Linked DNA regions of Mus musculus: region 2 is linked to region 1. Evidence: chromatin contacts called from public HiChIP or PLAC-seq data. All regions are on one chromosome and are shown on one strand. Each heading gives the region's core, a stretch centred on a gene start, on an enhancer-like site or on the middle of the called end of the contact. The rest is flanking DNA. Distances are from core to core; before and after follow the strand shown. Region 1 overlaps Gm51906 (a long non-coding RNA gene). Region 2 overlaps Ankfy1 (ankyrin repeat and FYVE domain containing 1).

Region 1 (4,959 bases), core at 986-3,485:
GCAAGAGAAGAAGCAAAGGCTACTGGCCCGTGCTGAGAAGAAAGCTGCTGGCAAAGGTGACGTCCCAACTAAGAGGCCACCTGTCCTCCGAGCAGGAGTCAATACAGTCACCACCTTGGTGGAGAACAAGAAGGCTCAGCTGGTGGTGATTGCCCATGACATAGACCCCATTGAGTTGGTGGTTTTCCTACCTGCCCTGTGTCGAAAGATGGGGGTGCCCTACTGCATCATCAAGGGAAAGGCCAGGCTGGGGCACCTGGTCCACAGGAAGACATGCACCACTGTTGCCTTCACACAGGTTAACTCGGAAGACAAGGGTGCTCTGGCTAAGCTGGTGGAAGCTATTAGGACCAATTATAATGACAGATATGATGAGATCCGTCGCCACAGGGGAGGCAACGTCCTGGGTCCTAAGTCTGTGGCTCGCATTGCCAAGCTGGAAAAAGCAAAGGCTAAAGAACTCGCCACTAAATTGGGTTAAATGTACATTAAGTTTTCTGTACCTAAATATAATTACAAAATTAAAAAAACAAAACAAAACAAAAACAAAGAAAGAAAATCCCTTCTGTAGCTTTGCAGGATGGCACAGTGCCTGTTACAAAGTCGTGAGGAGGCAGAGGCAGGAGAGAGAGAGAGAGAGAGAGAGAGAGCGAGCTTTTGTGGGGCAGAGATTTCCAGACTAAGGATTGGTGGGGGATTTTAAGCACCAAGCTTGGGGAGCTCAGGGATTTGGTGTATTTTCATGTTCAGGGATTGGTGGGGTTTTTTGTGGGAAGGAAGCTCAGAGATTGGTGGGTTTTCGTGCTCAGGAATTGGTAGCTTTTTTTTTTTTTCTCCTTCCTTCCCCCTTTCTCTACATGGGTCCATGAGTTAGGATGGTGTCTTAGTCAGGGTTTCTATTCCTGCACAAAACATGACCAAGAAACAAGTTGGGAAGGAAGGGTTTATTCAGCTTACACTTCCATACTGGTGTTCATCACCAAGGAAGTCAGGACTGGAACTCAAGCAGGTCAGGAAGCAGGAGTTGATGTAGAGGCCATGGAGGGATGTTCTTTACTGGCTTGCCTCCCCTGGCTTGCTCAGCTTGCTTTCTTATTGAACCAAGACTGCCAGCCCAGAGATGGTCCCACCCACAAGGGGCCTTTCCCCCTTGATCACTAATTGAGAAAATGCCTGACAGTTGTATCTCATGGAGGCATTTCCTCACCTGAAGCTCCTTTCTCTGTGATAACTCCAGCTGTGTCAAGTTGACAGGAAACCAGCCAGTACAGATGGGAAGTTCTTCCCAGTCTCAGGTGGCTTTGGCTGAGGCACCAATTCTCTGGAGCTGCTTGGGGAGGCTGGAGAGAAGGGGCTGACATTGCACAGCTCCTGTGATGGCTGCACACTGAGGAGGTGTCTAGGTGCCACCATTTTGACAGGTCCTGTGGGAACATCTATGGTGACTGTAAGCTAGGGCAGAAGGGTGGGGGGACAGCAGCTGCTGCTTTGATTACTTTTGTAGCACACTGCTTTAGGGACTGCAGAACCAACTCCTGAACGTTGTCCTTTGCCTTGTACTCATACACTGTGGAACGTGGAACACACACACACACTTTACATTTAAAACAACAACAACCACCACCATAGCAAACTAAAGAAAACCCTGAGACCCCAAGTAGTTGATCATAGGGTTTTCCCTTCATGGTTGGAGCCTATAAACTCTGCTGGTTTGCAACTTGGCCCACAGCCTCTTGGCATCTTAGTTGATAGTAGCTTTTTGGTTTGTTTAAGAAAAACACATTTCTCTCTTCTAGGTGGAAGGTTCATCATATGAGGATTGCTTCTTCCTCATCATAGACTTTACAGTATGGATGCTGTGCCCTGTCCTACAAGGTTCATGTGGGTGAGCACCAGTAGCCTGCCCAGGAAAAAGACACACTCCTCACTACCGGAAGTGGGGTTGAAGAAGGCCTCTTCCTTTTTTCCAGCATCCTTAGTCCCAAGTCACACTGATATAAAGGAGGGTTCTGAGCTTTGGTACTGAGGCTACTCGTGCCCAATGTATAGATGGAAAGACAGAGTCTAGCCTGGGTCCAACCTCTACTTCAGCGCCTGGGGAAAGCTGTCGTTCTAGACCCCCACCATGTAGCACACACCGTACCTTCAATTTCTGGAGCACGTCGAAGTGCACTGACCGCGGATCAGCAGGCCGGTAGGTTTCTGTTTTCTACTTAGTTTTTGGTGCCATCTGGTGGCCACGGTTCATCATAGCTCTGATTTGCTTCAAAGGCTTCTGACAAGCAAAGCACCTAGGCAATCATTTCCTTTGTCATCTTCCCATTTTGTTTGGGAGGTTCGGAAGACTTCCGGAAGCCACACCCACTTCCTATGGTCAGCGGGATCTAGCGCTGGGATGGACTTGCTAGCAAGCGACCATGGCCGTACTACGACATCTGCCTTGCTTTTTCTTTTTCTTTCTTTTTTGTTTGTTTTTGAGACAGAATCTCTCTCCCTCTCCCTACCCTCCTCTCCTGTGAATCTTCATGTGCACATGCACACGAACACACACACACACACACACACACACACACACACACACACACAGAGGAGTGCATCCCTAAAATAAAATAAAAAGTAAATAGGGGCTAGTGAAGTAGTTTAGTGTATAATATCAAATATGAGTCATTTTTGTTGAAAACTGTAGAACTTGTGTTTGGAACAAAGAAGTCAAAGCATTTTATCTCTCCCACTTTGTAAGCAGGGGTTATATATCTTTCCCACCTCCTCTCTCCTATCCCCCACCCCTGCCAGTTAAACCTTTGTTAACACAGAGGGCCCCTGTTGCGGTTCAGTAACCTGATGACCTGGAGAAGTGACCCTTTTCCCCAGGGAGCAGTGACCTCTTTCATTTCCTGTACTTACGCCAGTTCTTTTCCTTTCTTTTTCGACAGGGTTTCTCTGTGTAGCCCTGGCTGTCCTGGAACTCACTCTGTAGACCAGGCTGGCCTCGAACTCAGAAATCCGCCTGCCTCTGCCTCCCAAGTGCTGGGATTAAAGGCGTGGGCCACCACTGCCTGGCTATGCCAGTTCTTTTCAAACTAGCCAAATGAATAAGACTGTGCACTGGGCAGGTGAAGAAAAGACCAACTCACAACCTGCATTAGAATAGAAATCAAGGGCATTTCCTGTCTCTTTGTGCTCACTCTTCCGAGCACAAAGTAAAGTTTCAAGAGTAAAGTTTTGCCGTGTCCGCTGGAGTGGTGGTCTCTTTCTTTGCGACCATGAGCTTATTTCTATCAATTGATAAAGGCATTTATTTGCTGCCAATTGTGATGATCTGAGACCCACACGGTATGAACTCTCACAAGTTGTCCTCTGACCTCCACACACATGGCTGAACGTACATATATGTACACTCAATAAATGTGATTTGAAAATGGTAATGATAAGTTGTGTTGGGTCTCAGAACTCAGGTTAAATGGCTGACAGAAGTGCCTAATAACATAACAAAATGCCTTTAATCCCAGCACTCAGGAGGCAGGTGGATTTCTGAGTTCGAGGCCAGCCTAGTCTACAAAGTGAGTTCCAGGACAGCCAGGACTATACAGAGAAACCCTGTCTCGAAAAACCGAAACAAAAAACAAACAAACAAACAAAAAACAAAAACAAAAATAACATACCAAAGCAGCTGCTGGCCTGCCTTCCGAGCATCACCAGTTATCTGTGCTCCTCCCAGCATTTCTCGCTCCGCCCCCTACCTTAAACCCCTCCCTCCCGGGGGCTGGGATTCTGCTTCCCTTCCCCTTGCAAGATCCCTTGTAACAGTGGTTTTGGCTACTCCAATCTGTCAGCAGCTCCTCTCTTGCTTTCCCTCCTCTCTCCTCTCATGGTCTAGCTTAGTCGGCCAGCCACGTTCAGTCTGGTCTCATTCCTCTGCCTGCTTTTCCTCTTATATCTACAATAAAAAAAAAATCTTCTCTATACTTTAGTAGTCATGTTTGTTTCATTTTTTCATGCAGTTGGTTAACACATTTAGACTATAGAAAATACAGTTTGTTTATTCTCCTAGCTCCAGTTTGAAGGCATTAAATAAAACTAGTACATGCATTCTTTTTTGTTGTTTGTTTTTTGTTTTTGTTTTGTTTTTGTTTTTTTCAAGACAGGGTTTCTCTATATAGCCCTGGCTGTCCTGGAACTCACTTTGTAGACCAGGCTGTCCTCGAACTCAGAAATCCGCCTGTCTCTGCCTCCCGAGTGCTGGGATTAAAGGCATGCACCACCACACCCGGCTAATTTTTATTTTTTTATTATTTTTATTATTATTTTTTATTTTTTATTATTTTTTTTGGTTTTTTCAAGGCAGGGTTTCTCTGTATAGCCCTGGCTGTCCTGGCGCTCACTTTGTAGACCAAGCTGGCCTCGAACTTAGAAATCCGCCTGCCTCTGCCTCCCAAGTGCTGGGATTAAAGGCGTGCGCCACCACCGCCCGGCTTAATTTTTATTTTTTATTTATATGAGTACGCTGTCGCTGTCTTCAGACACACCAGAAGAGGGCATCAGATCACATTACAGATGGTTGTGAGCCACCATGTGGTTGCTGGGAATTGAACTCAGGATCTCTGGAAGTGCAGTCAGTGCTCTTAACCGCTGAGCCATCTCTCCCCAGCCCCTTTAATTTTTTTAAGTGATTTATTTGTTTTATATTATATTATATTTATGTATGAGTGCTCTATCTGCATGTACATCCTGAATGCCAGAAGAGGATAACAGATCTCATTACAGATAGCTGTGAGCCACCATAGGTTACTGGGAATTGAACTCAGGACCTCTAGAAGAACAGCCAGCAACTACTAAGCTATTTCTTCAGCCCTCTGACTCATCTCTCTAGCTCTAATTTTTGGTTTTTGAGACAAGGTCTCATATAGCCCAGGCTGTTTTTGAACTTTCTATGTAGTCAAGAATGGCATTTAGTTTTAA
Region 2 (4,959 bases), core at 1,010-3,509, 190 kb before region 1:
CAAGGCGAACCCCAGACCGAACGATGGCACGGCACAAGTTGGCATTCCCTTTCATGTATGCTAAGAGCAGCACTAGAACACAGAATCACAGGTCAGGCTGTTTCCCAGCAGCCAAAGGATGGGCAGAGCAGAATACTGGCAGGGCATCTGCTAGACATAGACTACCAAAGCACTTGTGAGAACTCCAGGGACAATCTGCAATGTCTTCTAAAACAGGGCCCAGTCAGAAGCCAGAGGGTATTAACACTGCACACAGTTTCCTACCTTGCATAGGGAACATGGGGAAAACCACTTCTCAGTTGCTTCCCTAGTCAAAAATCACTGCTTTTACAATACAAGACAAAGCTCTTTGCAGTGTAACTAAATGTAAAAGACCTGAGTTTTCAGTACATACAGAAAAATACTAATCAGTATTGAAATGTTCCAGAATGTTCTTCTTCCCTAAGAAGCCTCTTTTTCCTGAAATGCTGGCTCAGCAGTAAGCCAGGTCTGACCAAGCTATTCTATTCTTCTCTACAAAGTTACAACTAGCAGCAGTTCCCTTGGCTTTCCCTTACCAGACACTTCATTAAATTTTTAACTCAAAATGATGCAGTAACATGAGGGCTCTGAATTCCATTATCAAACGGGACATGGGTATGGGGAGGCCAGTCATCTTACACAAGGAGACACCTGAAACTGGATACAAGTCTCTTCCTACCTGCCTCTTATGCTACATCCCGGGCAATGATGTTCCTTAAGTAGCCTAATAATAAAATGATGTCAAAACCCCATCCAAGTGAGCTCCTGGAGAGGCCTGCATATTACTCTTCTTAAGAAGGCACCTGGATAGAACTTGCCACTTCTTCCAAGCATGTTACAGGTAGTAAAGCACATTTCCTAGAGCCTCCCGAATCTTGGTTACATTTTATCTCTACCGAAATGGGAACATGGAAGGTTCCAATGTGAAGGTCTACTTGGTTACAGGGATGTGGTCCTGGCCACTGAAGCACTTTAGATGTCAGAAACCAAATTCCATGGGAGGGATCTTCCCCAGATGCTGAGAGTCAGATACCGTAGTATTTACATACCTGTGTTGCCTTCTGCATCTGGTTTGTCCAGAGGATACTCAGGCATACACTCTAAGAAGAGATCAAAGATGGCTGCTGCATTTTCTTTGCCATACTGTCCCAAAATGTGTAGTGGTGACTGGCCTCTGATGAAATGAGTTGCAAAGGTTAGATATGTATCTGTCATATCTGTCACACAGAAGAAGAAATTTTCTGAACTCTGTGATCTTAACTAAATCTAAAGGACATAGAATATTTATTATAAAATCAAAATTACCACGGAACCAAAAGCTGCTGAGGTGCACCTGGGGCTCAGGGAGGCAATGGGCTAAGTCATAGAGACCCTGCTCTATGCCTGGGATCAGCTAGCCACACTCACCTCAGATTAAAGGCTTCAGCATCTACTGTACACTCTGTCAGAAGAGCCCGGATATTGTTGAGTCGACCATGCATGACCGCAAGATGAAGAGCTGGGGAGAAAATTCTCTTATTGTGCAAGTCCTGAAGCACAGACAGAAAACTCTATCTCCTCTCCACCCCATCTAAATGTACTCAGTCAGAGAACTGACCAGCCAAGCACAGAGCTATCCCTTCACGTCTCCTCTCCTCCCACCATGAGTCATCGGTGCAATCTCATGAGCCTTGCTTTCTATGCTGGAGGCTTCAAAGGTGAGATTCAATGGCTTCACAGAAATCTACTTCTGTCTCTGTGTTTGCTTTGTCTCTCACTGTAGTGGTCTCAATGCGAATGACCCCCATAGGATCAAATATTTGAAAGTTTGATCTCCAGTTGGTACAACTTTTGGGGAAGGATTAGGAGGTGTGGCCTCCTGGAGGGCATGTATCTCTGTCCTCCATTACCAATCAGCTCTTATGCTGTCCCCCACACCCCATGCTTGTGGCTCAGACATAGGGTTTCAGCTACTGCTCCAGCACCATGCTTCCCTACCTGCTGCCGTGCTACCTGCCATGATGGTCATAGTGCATTGTCAGAGAAGTAAAAAGTAACTGAGACAGAGAGACAGACAGACAGACGGACAGACAGACAGACACACACACACATACACACACACACAGAGGCCACATGGACCAGTGGGTAAAGGCTCTTGCCACCAAGCCTGAGGACCTAATCCCCAGGACCCACATGTACAGAAGAACTAACTCCTATAAATTGTCCTCTGGAAATGCACATGAAAAAGGAAATGAGTCACTGGGCTCTAGAGATGGTTCAGAAGCTAAGAATATATTGCTCTTGCAGAGACCTTAGTCCAATTCCTAGCACCAAAGTTAGGCAACTCACTCCAATTCTGGGGGAATCTAATGCCTCGGCCTCTGAGGACACCAGGACTTAGGTGACATTCCCCTTCACCTAATTTAATTTTAAAATACAAATTTTTTGAAAATGTAACTAAAAACCCAACCACTTTAGACTACCATGGCTGCAATCAGATTGGGAAGCTGCTCAGTGGCGAGACGGGTGTGCTGTGTGCTGCCTCTCTAGAGCTCTGCTCCCAGGGAAGCCTATCTTCCTGAGGGTGGGGTAGAGCACACTACACTACACATAAGAGATTGCCTAGGGGGCTGGAGCAATGGCTCAGTGGTTAAGAGCACTGACTGCTTTTCCAAAGGTCCTGAGTTCAAACCCCAGCAATCACATGGTGGCTCACAACCATCTGTAATGAGATCTGATGCCCTCTTCTCGGGTGTGTGAAGACAGCTACAGTGTACTTAGATATAATAAATAAAAAAAAAAAAAAAAAAAAAAGGAGGTTGCCTAGGAGTTACCATTATTTCCATTCTCATCCACAGCAGCGAAGTCCACTCCATTCTCTAGGAGGACTGAGCAGATGGTGGGCAGGTCCTGCTGTGCAGCGAGATGGAGAGCGGTCTGACGATGCTTGGTTAACTCATTCACCTTGGCTCCTGCAAGAAGCTGTTCAAGTTGATCACTCAATCAGCCTCTCCCATAATTTAAGGCCCCATGAGCAGGACAAGTCTATAGACAGTCTCTTATCTGCAGAGGCCAACAACCTACCCTCCTGGCAGAGAGGGAGTGCATGAGGATCTTGCACACCTTCCTACTGAGGCAAACACAGCAAAACCTGTGCCAAAGGCAAATTATCTACCGTTATGTTCAACGGCTATTCCTTAGGGCATAGGAATTCTAAGACTTTATTATATTATAATTATGAAGTAATACAATGATATTCACTGTACTAAGCAAGAATGTCCATACTGCTTGTAATTCTCAAATTTCAAATAAACTCCCCCTATCTAAAATACTGACATACATCATGCCCAATCACCACACCCTTTCTTAACTGGGCTTGTTCCCTTCCTAACATTATACTGGAAAGTCAGGCTTTTGACTTAAGCTCAAATCTAATTACATGAATTACTATCTAAGACCCTAGGGGGATTCTCTTTAACTTACTCTGTATTATAAACACAAAATTGTCTTTCTGGAGAATCAAGAGACGGTTCATTTAAAAGTCTCAGCTAATCTAGGAATGGTGGAACTTGGGAAGGGGAAGGCAGACACAGTGGATGTCTGTTATTCTGAGAGAGCTTAATCTACATTGAGTTCCAGGTCAGCTAGGTGGGGAAAAAAAGACAGAAAGGGAGAGAGGAGAGGGAGGAAGGAGAGAAAGCCTCAGCTGAATTCCTGGCAGCAGGCAGACAACACAGCTGACCTCCAGTCTTTCTGCTGTCTGTTAAATCCTCCTTGGCTCTCAAGGCCTGACTCTATCTTACCCCCAGCATGTCCACCAGAACACTAGGGACTTGACACATCTGTTCCCCTGGGGGGACTGCTTTGGTTCCCAGATTCATGCCTTTTGTTCACAACAGCTTGAAGAACAACTTCTGCATACACCCTCAAACACACCTGGTTTCCTGTGCTTCCTTGAGGCTTACCAGATTTCGGACAATGATCTCTGAGCCGGCCTGAACAGCAAGGTGCAGAGGGGTCAACTTGGAAGCATCCTGGACTCTGGAGTTCACATTGGCCTGGACACTGATCAGGAACAAGACACTTTCAATGTCAGAGTTCTGAACTGCCACATGGAGAAAATTCCGACCTTTATTATCTACCTGCAGCAACAAACAAGAAAGAATCACACTATAGCCAGTTCCCTACAGAACAGATCCTCCCGCAGCCCACAGCTGAACTGACTGCTGGGAAGGCCACGGAGCATCCTTCCTCAGTTCCAGAGCTCCTACACAACCACATGCACTCATGAATGTGCTTAGATGGGAGCTGAGTCCTGGACCCTCCTACAATAGGAACCGGCCATGGAAAGCCAAGAAGGGGCTAAATGAGAGACAGAGGAAGGCACGTGAGTGGCAGGCTGCTCAGGAAGAAGCAAATAGGACAAGTAAGCTGCAGGGCCTCTGCTTTGACCAGACGAGATACCCATCTCGATCCCTGAGCAGCCAACAGGCTTTAGAGATTTTCTTAAGCTTCACAGTAACACACAATGAGCAATGAGAGGCAGTCAGCAGTGCCAGACAAGCATGAGGTCTCCAGAAGATTCCTCAAGTCAAGCCCGAGCATGGGTTATAGTTATAGGAATGAATACTACATCACTAGACCAATGCTCAAGAGAGGACAACACACTTCACGCTCTGTCCTACCATCACCACCCCCTCCACGTGTACTGTGTGCTGGGTAAGTAAAATCTGCAGAGGACTCAGATCAGTAGTACCAGTGTCATACCAGATGGGGAAATGTGAGAGGTCTGTCCCCTTTCATGACTGTCTTACACTAAGTCTGAGTATGGGCAAACTTAATGTTAAGGGCAACTTAATGATAAAGAAAGAAAGAAAAGGTGAGGCACCAAAGCCTGAGCTAGCAAGCAGTCATCTTTATGCCAGCACTACATTGTATGCAGGCCCCACATCTCATTTT

What was found. HiChIP or PLAC-seq counts read pairs in DNA pulled down with a chosen protein or histone mark.
Region 2: a contact with region 1 is called in an H3K4me3 HiChIP or PLAC-seq map of bone marrow-derived macrophages, with 9 times the contacts expected there. The contact joins two enhancer-like sites. A contact is called at or near these places in 1 of 15 datasets of contacts at CTCF or cohesin (the NIH/3T3 cell line), 16 of 484 Hi-C or Micro-C datasets (the C2C12 cell line, DN3 thymocytes, the Patski cell line and 12 more), 20 of 115 datasets of contacts at active chromatin or transcription factors (bone marrow-derived macrophages, embryonic basal ganglia, embryonic forebrain and 10 more) and 5 of 9 other capture datasets (adipose tissue, embryonic stem cells, liver and 2 more).

The regions. Positions count from the first base shown.
Region 1 is chr11:72,568,052-72,573,010 of GRCm38.p6, reverse strand. It overlaps Gm51906 (a long non-coding RNA gene), which reads left to right. Exons shown (of 4, transcript XR_003949712.1): 3 at 1,797-2,194. It also overlaps the pseudogene Gm12712. Among named protein-coding and RNA genes, the nearest start is that of Spns3, 20 kb to the right of the region's middle. Within about 2 kb of position 2,235, at least 41 of the 459 cell types and tissues checked have an H3K27ac peak or open chromatin away from gene starts, as enhancers often do. A contact at or near this core is called in bone marrow-derived macrophages, where this site is marked.
Region 2 is chr11:72,756,476-72,761,434 of GRCm38.p6, reverse strand. Ankfy1 (ankyrin repeat and FYVE domain containing 1) reads right to left here. Exons shown (of 25, transcript NM_009671.5): 19 at 3,966-4,142; 20 at 2,835-2,982; 21 at 1,429-1,519; 22 at 1,071-1,195; 23 at 1-72. Among named protein-coding and RNA genes, the nearest start is that of Gm46287, 5.9 kb to the left of the region's middle. Within about 2 kb of position 2,259, at least 19 of the 459 cell types and tissues checked have an H3K27ac peak or open chromatin away from gene starts, as enhancers often do. A contact at or near this core is called in bone marrow-derived macrophages, where this site is marked.